Linked DNA regions of Gossypium hirsutum: region 2 is linked to region 1. The links are chromatin contacts, called in public Hi-C maps. All regions are on one chromosome and are shown on one strand. Each heading gives the region's core, a stretch centred on a gene start, on an enhancer-like site or on the middle of the called end of the contact. The rest is flanking DNA. Distances are from core to core; before and after follow the strand shown.

Region 1 (5,508 bases), core at 2,213-4,712:
AGGCCTTTGTCTAAACGAGATAAAGGGACGAAGATCGAGAGAGAGTATTCCGTATTGATGATGAAGTTGAAGGTTTTGATGGTGTTGAAGGACCCGTCTCTCGCGCTCTTGTTGAGGAGATAGCCTACAGTCGCCGGCTTTATTAACCCATTTGTAGTAGTCGGCCGATGTGGGGTCGTCGGGTCGATCGGGCCGGGATTAAAGAGAAGCGTGTGAAAAAGAAGCGGAGGATAACTTGGGGATAAGGGGATTGAATGTTGAGATTTTCGGAGAATGGACATGTTACTACATATCAAAGTTGAAAAAAAAATAAAGACTTGGGTGTTGGATTTTTTTATATATAAATGATAGATGTAAGAAATTAAAGGTTTATGGCTTACGTAAAAACCGAGAAGAGAAAGAAGAAGAGTATTGTAAATGGAAGGCAGCGAGGAGCGAGGAACTGTCTGAATATCAGTAACAGACTGGAGAAGATTATGTTGGTAACATAGAAAAGGAATTAGAAGAGGTATTACTGTAATTTCAATTACAATATCTACAACTCTTCTCCTATTCTCTATCTTTTATTTTAAAAAATGGTATAGAAAACCTAAATTAGAAGAGGCAATTTACCTTACGACTTCTATGGTGATGTTTAACACATTGAAGTTGAGGGGATCTTCCTTCAATTTTTGTCTTTCGGAGATGCAAATTAGGATGATGAAGATGGCCAAGTATGAGAGTTGAGAGAACAAAACACAGTCCAAAATGCTCTTCCCTGCTGATTCATTTTGACTTCCTTTCTCTATTTCCTTTTTCTGATATTTTGTTGGTATAAAGGAAGTATAAGGAGGGAGATACCTGAAAAATAAAGAATGAAATATATATATCCCCTAAATCAAATTACATTTATTCATATATGTTATATTATTATAAATTAATACAAAAATCGAACATAAAATCATAATAATACGTTCAATTATGTAACTTGAATTATTTTTACTTATACAATGATGACGTATGTGTAACAAAGTTAATCGTATATGATAGAATAGATGGCGGAAATGTGAGGCTGGAGATATTGAACAGCTAAATACACAAAAGAAAAACTTCTATATACAGAATTTGTGGGGTCAGAATACTCAAAACCCACTTCAAAAGTTAAACGAGGCAAGTGCTAAACCCCATTTGTTTTCACTATATTATCAACCAAAATGGATGGAATGACATCAAACACCAAAACATGTACGCATATCTTTAAAATATAAATTCAACTATTTTTCTATAAATAATATAATTATTTGTATATGTAATAAGTAAATATAAAATAGTATTACTTTTGTAGTTTTTAAAAATTAAATTAAATTAATAGTAAAACAAAAAATAGTAAATTAAAATAAGGTGGAAATTTCTAAATTGATTTATAATTAATAATATTGGCAGATTTAATTTTAATCTCATGAATTTTAAAAATACCACCGAAGCACAATAAATTGAAGAATAATTTTTTTTTCAAAAGTATAAAAAAAAATCTTCTATTTATTTTTACCAAATCATAAGATCCATCGTCTTCCCTTCTTAATTTATTCTTTTTGGCTTTTTTAAGGTATCAATCGGATCGAGCTTATTGATTAATCCTTCACATTTTGTAGATCCTTAGTAAATGTTTATTATGAATTTTAAAATTGTTTCATAGTCACCGCAAATATTGAACCCGCATATTAAAATACCCTTTTTAATTTTAAATTAAAAAAATTAGGAAAATTTCTGAAATAAGAAATATGAGTAGGCATTAATTCCTTTCGATAAAATGGGAGAATTATGGGAGTGGGTAAAAGTAGTCAAAAGGTAATAATATACATATTCCCTAAAAACAATGATCAAAAGGAATATATATGTTCTCTAGATAAGAAGAATATGAAGATGAGGTTGATGTGGGGTAAGGGTGCATAGTGGATGTGGTTAGCTAGCGAGTTGTCACGGAATTTTGTTGAAGAATATACACCAAGTAATTAAAAAAGAGAGAGAGAGAGATAAAAACGGACTAGAGAGAGAGAGAGACTCACATCATAACAACAAAGAGCACCAAGATTGCTGAGGAGATGGTGGAAAGATCAACTACCGATTCACCAGCATACCTTGAGTTAACCACCTGAAACAGCGAGCCCACAACTTTCTGATATGAACTAAAACCATCCATGGTTTCTGAATTCCATTCCATTGAGCAGAAGAGAATAAACTGAACTAATGTCAACCCAAAAACAGTGGCAGCAAGAAAACAAGAATGAACGCTTGACAGTAAATGACTATAACCCATCTCCTTCCAGTTCTTCAGGATGTAACTGAACTCCACCTTTTTTGTCATTTTGTCAAAAACCCATATCAAGGCTCGTAGGCAAGCTGGATAAAGAGTGTTCCCAATAAGAATTTGTGGAATTAGCAGCAACAGAAGACCCGAATTCTTCTTGAAGACTATCATGTTTTCATTTGTTGGAACAAACCCACAGTTTGCGAACGTAGAAACGACAGTGAAGAAAGAAAATGTTCGTATATCAATACCTTTGGTTTTCAGTGTTTTTCTGGCGCTTGAAACCAGGCTTACATACATAGAAACTAGACTAGAACCAACTGCGTGGACTACTAAAAGATACCCGAAAACCAGATACCCCAAACACCTAGTGGCCTTATACTTGAGACTCTTAATATCGGAAGTCAAGTTTTTGTTACTTTCTAAGTCATTGATAGGTTTCTCATTCGCTAAGGCTGAAAAAGTAATCCTACCCAACTCCACTTCCTGGGCAATGTTTTTTGAGGTCAAGCTGTAGTCTGATTGGAGGCCCCTATTGCTAATAGAATTTACAATGTCCCCATCGAAACTTGGAGGTGTTTCAAACCTGAACCTCCCCAACAGAAGTCCAAGCATGGAAGTGAAGACCTCCCCACCTACCAGCATCAGAATAGTTATAATAATAAGTTGGGTATTGGAAAAAACCTCCATTTCTACAGTCGACATGCTTGAAACCGTTGTTGCTGATACAGAAGTGAAGAACACGTCTATGCTTTTAGGACTAACTGAGCCGGATTTTGGCTTTGACATTTTCAATGCCCCGAAGCCAACCAAAGACAGGACTATGAAATAAGCAAGCTGAACCCAGAAAGGGTTCACTCTAAAGACCAAGAAACGGAAACAAGTGGATATCAAACCACGATAGGATTGGTTGAAGCATGATAGTTTGGAGCGTGAAGTGCTACTAAAATGCTCCAATTTTCTACCGAAGCAGATAATAGTGTTACTCATCTTTATTACGAAGAAAGTTGTATGATAACATATTGACCTTTGAGCAGTAGGGGTATATATACAGAGGGGCAGAGAGGAGCTCTTGTCCAACTTAGTGGGATTTCCCAAGAGAAACAAATAAAAAAACCTTGGTGAGATTTTCAAAGAGAAATAAAAAAAAAAAAAACTTAGTGGGATTTCCCTGCACATGTGACAAATCAACTTAACTATATATAATTGGTTAAATGTTTTAAATAATCCCTGTAAGTTCTTTCAGATTTGATTCATTCACTATAGTTTGAACAATTTTAATCCTTGTATTAATTGAAAATCCTTTACGAACTTTCACCGTTTGTACCGTTAAACAACATGACATGGCATTATCTGTAATTAAGTGGCTTTAGAGTGTCATGTACTCTGTGTACAGGTCGGTATTTATGATTGCCACGTAGTATAATCACCCAAAACAGGGAAGAAAATGAAGAAAAGAGGGTTATATTATATGAAATGAAAAGAATGTTTCATCCATGCTTCCTCGATTTCAGCGTATATTCCCCTAAACCCATACTTCGGCTTCTCTTCAATTCCTTTTTGTGTTGAAATTTTCTTCTTTCATTGCTATGATAATTTCCTATCGTTTAGATGTTTTGGGTCAGCTTCAAGCAACGAACCTCCAACACAATTTCATTTTCATTTCTTTACTGTTTCCCTGCCCAGAAGTATTAGAGGATGAGGGTTTTCGTTTTCTTTTATTTTTGGTTGAAATACGTGGCAATAATACATGCTTAGGTGTACAAGCCATGTCAAACACCTTAAATTCTCTATTTAAAATAGTGCCATGTTAGGTTACTCAACGTCTTTAGTTTAGGATTGAAATTTTGATTGTTGAATAGCAGAGGGACTAAATATGTTGAAATTATAGTAAAGTGATCAAATTCACAAGAAATATAACAGTATAGGGACTGCTTACAGAATTTAACCTTTTTCTTTCGGTGATCTTCATTTAATTTGGTTTTATTATTCTAATAATATGGCCAGCATTTTATGCAGGCGCAACGGTTATAATAAATTACATTATCTACACTAAGGAGTAGAATATAACCATTTGATTAAAAATCATTTTAATAACTCTTTCCTCCAATTTTGTGAGCATTGGGGTATGTCTCTCTTTTTTAATAATAATAATAATAATAATAATAATAATAATAATAATAATAAAAGCCAACCGTATAATATCACTTTTTATTTATTATTCTGACTAGGGGCTGCGCCATGGAGGTAAAGGCTGCTCCGGAAAACTAAATACTAAATTTACTCCATATGGTATTTAAAAATGTTGTTTTATTTTTATTAAAAATTCATATATATATTTTTTAATTTAAAAACATGTTGGATGAGTAAAGATATTTGTTTTCTATAATTTATAATATATGTAAAAGTACGAGTTTGGAAAAAGATTTGGAATGGATAAGAATATCTTTAATGTTATTTTAATTACTAATATGACACTAAATACATAGGTTTTATTAATAATAGAGATTTTATTCATTTTAACTATACAATTAATAAACAAGAACAAATACGAATTTATTGTGAGCAAAGAAAAAAAAAACAATATCCTCTCACTCTACCCTAAACTCTCTATGTGGCTATTGCCTTCCCTCCCTAACTTTATGGAACTCTCAGGAGGGCTAGCCACTAAGAACTAACAACAGTAGTAATGTTTGGGTGCTATAGCCAATAGCCCCCTCACTGATTTTCATAGTTGGAACAAGTCCTGATATCTAAAATTCGGTTGTAGCTAGGGTAACGAAAAAGGTTAGATAAAGAATGTAAAGCTTTTGGGTAGGAAAATTGCCTTCAATGCACTGCTAAATAGGATCACAATACTATGGAAAACAAATTTTCCATTCCAATTAATGGGTTTGGAAAATGATTATTATTTGGTTCAATTTAGTGAAGAGGATGACTATAATAAAGTGCTAACAAATGGACCTTGGGTGATATTTGGTCAGTATCTGACGATTCGTCCTTGTACATCGAATTTTTTGACGACTCAGGATAGGGGGGAATCCAAGTGGTATGGATCTGGTTGTTGGGACTTTCTGAAAGTTACTATTCACCTTGTATTCTCCAAGTTATTAGACAAGTGATTAGTTCGGTGGTTATGATTGATGAACACACTTATTTCGTTAGATTAGCCATTTGTGTTGATTTAAGAAAGTCGTTGATCTCTAAAGTTAGGATTAATG
Region 2 (5,759 bases), core at 316-2,815, 160 kb before region 1:
CAGGGTGAAACTGATCCATATGCATTTCCGAAGAGCATGGGAATTTTTCGGTTGCTTGAAAGCCCAAAAAGTTTAACCACGAGTTCTGTATCCCAAAGGATAGTTGCCAATCATGAGGCGTATGTGGTACTACTTACTTACACTAGACTGCATGGGAAATTTTATTCTTGTTTGATTATTTGATGCTTAAATAGAAGTGGAAATTGATCGGCAATTGTTCACATTCTTTCAGAACAACATTACGTGCTAGACATTTAATTTATGGATTACAGATTATATCTTGGCTATGGATATTGTTGAAAAACTTTTTGCATGAGGCATGCACTGAAAGGAGTGTGCTTCTAACATCAATCGCATTTTGTTGGTCATTTTCAATTAGAAGAGAGATCAGTTGTAATTTTCTAGTTCCTTTGTATCTGATTTGCGTATCAAAATGTCTTAACTAGTAACCTGAATCATGGATGTTTTCTACATTTACTAGTTTCTTCATTTTAAGTCCTGCAAGATAGTGTTATTTCAGATGTTTAACCCTTTACTGAATGCTTGGATATATTTAAATATCATCTCTATCCTCAAAATTTTCTGCTGAATTTCAATGCAGAAACGCAATGCGAAGAAGGCACAGAGTGAAATGAAATACTATGAAGAGAAGACTTATGTCGCAGGAGAGTAGCTGATTTAGGTTTCTAATGTTAGCGAGTTTGGTACAGCTCTTCATGCTGCCTTAACAATTCATATTGATGTAGATGATTATATCAGCCTGTGGAAGACACAGACAGTATTATTGGAAGATAGAAAGAGTGCAAGGCATGGCATCAATACCAGAAACTTCCAAGCCAACGCTTAATTTATATAATTTTTGTTATTCCAATTTTTTTTACCCCAGTTTTCTGAGATTTTGAAGAACCCTTTAATAATTTGTTTACTACGATGCTTGTAAACAATGTAATCACTGATTACTTTACCCCTCCCTTGGGTGGGGCGCATGATTTTTGTGTGCTTTTAATTCAAAAGCAAAGGTACTCTGTATATTTGCCTAATTATTTTGATTGTTTCAGAGTGGTGGTTTACGATAAAAGACGTAACAGAAAACAATCATGTAATCAAGAGTGACCTGATTTGATATTTGGTTCTGTTTTCTTTTTGCTTTGCACGAACGAACGCAGAATCTCTTTTACCGTTAAAGAAAGGAAATATGACTCACGTTGGAAGTACAGAAAAAAACCATGTGATTGGAGTGATGAATCAGTAGCCGTTGTTTTCTTGTACATCAATTGAATCGGTAGCTTCCTGGGCAGGAGCCCTCATCAATATCAGCTAAATCCACGTCATTTGCCCACATTATTTTCAATTCCAAAAACTGAACGAGGAAATCGTATCCAACCACGAAACTCGGAAACTGCAGCAGTTATTACAACATGGTGAAGAAAAACATGAACTATTAGGGGAAAAGGAGAGCTAGAGATAAGGTTAGAATTTGAACAAGATAGAATGGGAACGCAACAGAGGATTACTATCATAATGAAGAGAACTATAGCTTGTTCTTGATTCTCCGGAAAGGACTCGTCGTCCTCTATAACGGAGGGCAAATCCGGCGACAAATAGGAGAAATTAGGTTAAATTCTTATTAGACCCTGTACTTTGCTTAAGTTGTGGATTTAGTCTTATATTTTCTGAATTAGTCAATTTTAGGCCCTATACTTCTTGAAATTTAAATTTTAGTCTTGATCCAACGTGGCACTTCAATCTAATTGGTTAAATTATGCTATTAGTCACATATTATGTGTAAAGTTACAAATTTAGTCTATATTATGTGTAAAGTCATTAAATCTATTAATTATTTTTTTGCGAGTAATTACATTTATGATAATATGCTTGCCACATTAAAATTTGAAAATAGCAAAAATTAATGAAAACTTGAAATTTAGTTTCTATACTTTTATTTCGAGGAAGTTAATTGTTCTAGTTTTCAGATTTCAAAATTCATGTCTAACTATTAATGCTGTTAAAATTATTTTATTAAATTTAAGTTCATTATAATGTACTTTTTAGTTACGTAACTACTAAGTGATGTTTCTTTAATTCTAACATGTCACAATAACAAATTTAACAAAAAAAAAAACTTTGTCAATAACCTGATCTGAATTTTAAAATTTGAAAATAAAAAAAGGATAAAATTCCTAAAATTAAAATTATAAAAACTAAATTTTGAAAATGTGAAGAATATATAGACTTATAACCAATTTAATAATTAATCAAAACTAAAATTTTAAAATTGTAAAAAGTAAAAAAAAAAAAACTAAAATAAATTATAAGCACTAAACTAATAAATGATTAGGTGGACGTCCCTCTCTTCAACTTCCCACTCAAACCAATTTTATTCTTTCGTCTTTCAACAAAGAAATTAACTTTGTTGGGTCTTGAACACACGAAACATAGACTGGCTGGTAAAATTAAAAATAATACAAATACTAAAAATTAAAATGATTATTTAGTGTGTTCAATTTTGATTGGATGGGTCCAACGATTTTAAGATTACAATTTTCTTACTATTATAACTATAATAGATGAAGAATTGAATCAAATAAAAAACAAAAACCTAAGTAGATGATATATTTATGATCTATGTCAATTATTTTCCTTTTATGAGATGTATATATTTAGAAACATCATTTTGTTTTATTTATGGTTATAATAAGAAATTTGATAAATTACCTAGAATTTTTTAATATATGGCTTTATGTTTCGTTTTATTCAATTTAAGGAAATATCATTGACTTACTTTTCTTTATTCACTAGAATTTGACTATAAACCTCCACAATGGTGTTTCTAACTTTTAATACATTGTCTTAGAATCTGCTTAAAAATTCGTAAGTATTTTTCGATTTTTTTTATTTAAACTCTAATTAATGTAAGTTATTTTAAAATTATTTAACCTACAAATTTAGTATATCAATATATTCTTTTTCACCCTAGAAAAATAACTCATTATACAATTAAGTATTAGTTTTTACAAACTTTCTGAGAATTTTGTATTTAATTTTGAGGGTTTTTATTTTGAGTTTCGGGGTTTAGTTTTATCTCCATCTCCTGTACTCTTCGTTTTCCATTATAATGAAATTATCTTTGTCCGTAATTTTTTATCCTTCTCGAGGGATTTTTCTACGAAAAATATTTGTGTTCGATTGTGTCAATTTTTTCATTATTTTACTTGTTCGTTGTTTAACCTGATTTATCCCCAACATATTAGCACGTTTATTTTTTTTATATTATGATTTTTAATTATTTTATTACTTTGGAATTGTCTTAATTAGTTTTTGACATGTTTTTATATTATTCTCGATGTTTATGTTGGTGTTATTTGCTTGTGGTAAGAGTACTCTAATTTCATATATAATCTGTGGCTTAAGTACCAAAAATGTCTAATTATGTTAAAAAATCAATTATACTTTTAACCGAATGTTAATAATCAATTTAACATTGAAATATACTTTTCCATCGAAACTTTGACAAGTCGTTAAGAGCTAACATAACAACTGATATAGCAATTGGCATGGAAAATATGATGATGTGATGGTTGCTATTGAAAGAATTTAACATTGAAATCTTAATTGAACTTTTAATTCTTTTACAAAGACTTAAACTTTTTTTTAGAAATCATAAAAGAATCATAAATAATTATAAAAGAGTTATAGAAAATTATATAAAATTAATAAAATGATAAAAATATTAAAAATTTATAAAACTAGTACTTCTTTAAAAATTTTTAAATTTTGAAAATTTTAATAATTTCTAATAATTTTAAAAAATTAATAAACAAATTACAACACCTTTATTTTCTCTCACACATTGCTATAGATCATACCTCAGGCCATCTTTATCAACTTTCCTTGCACTCATCTCTCTTCAACCAAAACTATTTCTCATCATTCAACTTAAGCAATCGAACACTATGAATAAATTCATAGTCACTCACTCAAACCCCTTATTTGACACCTTATACAAGTCTGATCAGTATTAACTTGAAGCTTTCCATTTCCTTATTATAAAAAACAAAGACTCCAAACCTTTAAAATAATTTTTTTATAATTTTCACTATTTTTATAGTTTCATATTTTAATCTTTTTATAAGTTCTAAATTTTTTATAATATTTTTCCATAATATATTAACAGTATTTTATAAATTTAATAAAATTTTTATATTTTTCTATAACTTCTAAAATTTTTATAATATTTTCAATTTTTTCTTAATAGTTTTTAAATGATTTACAAAATTGTACCCATGATGTTCGATAGTTTTAAACGAAGAATGTATTTAATTGAATAAATTGTAAGTTATACTTTGACACTTGAAATTGATTTACATGTTTAACTAAATGAGTGTAAAGCCAAGAGTCATTTGAGTGTTTTAAAAATGGTTTGGAACCCATTGATATAAAATAGTGTTGAGTTGGAAAATTTTGAAGTGTCTTTGGTAGTCCAGTAGGTGACGCCGCGACCTTAGCTTCTCAACGTCACGACTTTGTCTCTCTGCATTGGGATCTTGCATCCAACACACTACGATTTTGTTAGACAACCAATGATGCCATGACACCCTTTGTTTTGACATCTCATCCCTGTACACCATATTATTCACACTACACCATTTTAAGTTGTTTTGACCATCCGAGGGCCCGTTTTGAGTTCTGATCACTTCTGATCTACCCTGAATTGGTTCTAAATGATTTTAAATTGTTACCAAAGCTTTCAAATTGTCTCATTTTTATTTTAACGATTGTATAATTTTTTAAACTTATAACTCTTAAATAAATTTTAAAATTATTACTCGTACATGTTTCGTTGGCTTTTCCCCTTCGTATTGATCATTGGGACAGGTGAGGGGTATTGTAATACTCTTTGTCCGACCCGATCATCGAATCCAAACTACACGATACTATATTCTTTTCTGGAGCAACTAAAAAAAAATTCAATACATATTAACAATGTTAGTATGCTTACTAATTTAAAACACATTTCAATATGATGTAAAATCCTTTCTTGACTTATACGCGCTTACAAAATCTCTTTTACTAACCCGAGGTTGGTTAAGGACTTATTGTAAAGTTTTCAACTTACAGGCTGACGTCGCAACATCATGGCTTTCACATCACAACATCATTAGTTAGTGAGTTATATTGCGACTTTAGAAATCTCAACATCGCGACACCACTCACTGTTGTTCTATGTCACAACGTTGGGGAGATGTGGTCGCAATGTTGCCCCTGTTTTGGCAAAAATCACATTGGTACTTATTTCATGCTCCCTACGAACATATTTTAACATCCATATGAACTTTTCAAATTCCAACAAACAACCTAACCAAATTTACCAAATGCATAACATCATTCCAAACTATGCCCAATCAAATTTATAACACTTTTACACTCATTGATCACATAGCACAAATGTAACACCCTCTACCAGACCCAAATCACAGGATCCGGAAATCGGATGTTACAATACATAAACACTTAGCAAAAATTTTACAATCGGCGTAAATTCTAAAACATACTTCTTATTTCTTTTTGCACTATTCTTAACATAAAAGAATATTTTTAATAATTAAATCAAAGTTTCAAAAATAACATATGACGTTACAACTTAAAACTTTGTTAAAGACAGATTCTTTATGGTGTAGAAAACTAAGTGTCATACTCCTATGATGCCCTCTGTATGCATAATATCGCAATGTGAACTGCAACCCTGACAAGTCCTGGCT

The links. A called contact is a pair of places that touch in the nucleus more often than the background predicts.
Region 2: a contact with region 1 is called in a Hi-C map of hypocotyl, with 2.2 times the contacts expected there. The contact joins the enhancer-like site here to the promoter of LOC107913819 in region 1. A contact is called at or near these places in 12 of 34 Hi-C or Micro-C datasets (anther, callus, hypocotyl and 3 more).

The regions. Positions count from the first base shown.
Region 1 is chrA08:23,060,324-23,065,831 of Gossypium_hirsutum_v2.1, forward strand. LOC107913819 (sodium transporter HKT1) reads right to left here and starts at 3,463. Exons shown (of 3, transcript XM_016842505.2): 1 at 2,046-3,463; 2 at 613-840. The coding sequence starts at 3,277.
Region 2 is chrA08:22,905,391-22,911,149 of Gossypium_hirsutum_v2.1, forward strand. LOC107897857 (ethanolamine-phosphate cytidylyltransferase) reads left to right here. Exons shown (of 10, transcript XM_041074720.1): 9 at 4-119; 10 at 602-1,029. The coding sequence ends at 635. It overlaps LOC107924625 (a long non-coding RNA gene), which reads right to left. Exons shown (of 4, transcript XR_001691821.2): 4 at 5,540-5,759. Among protein-coding and RNA genes, the nearest start is that of LOC121205547, 6.7 kb to the right of the region's middle. Within about 2 kb of position 1,566, at least 6 of the 9 cell types and tissues checked have an H3K27ac peak or open chromatin away from gene starts, as enhancers often do.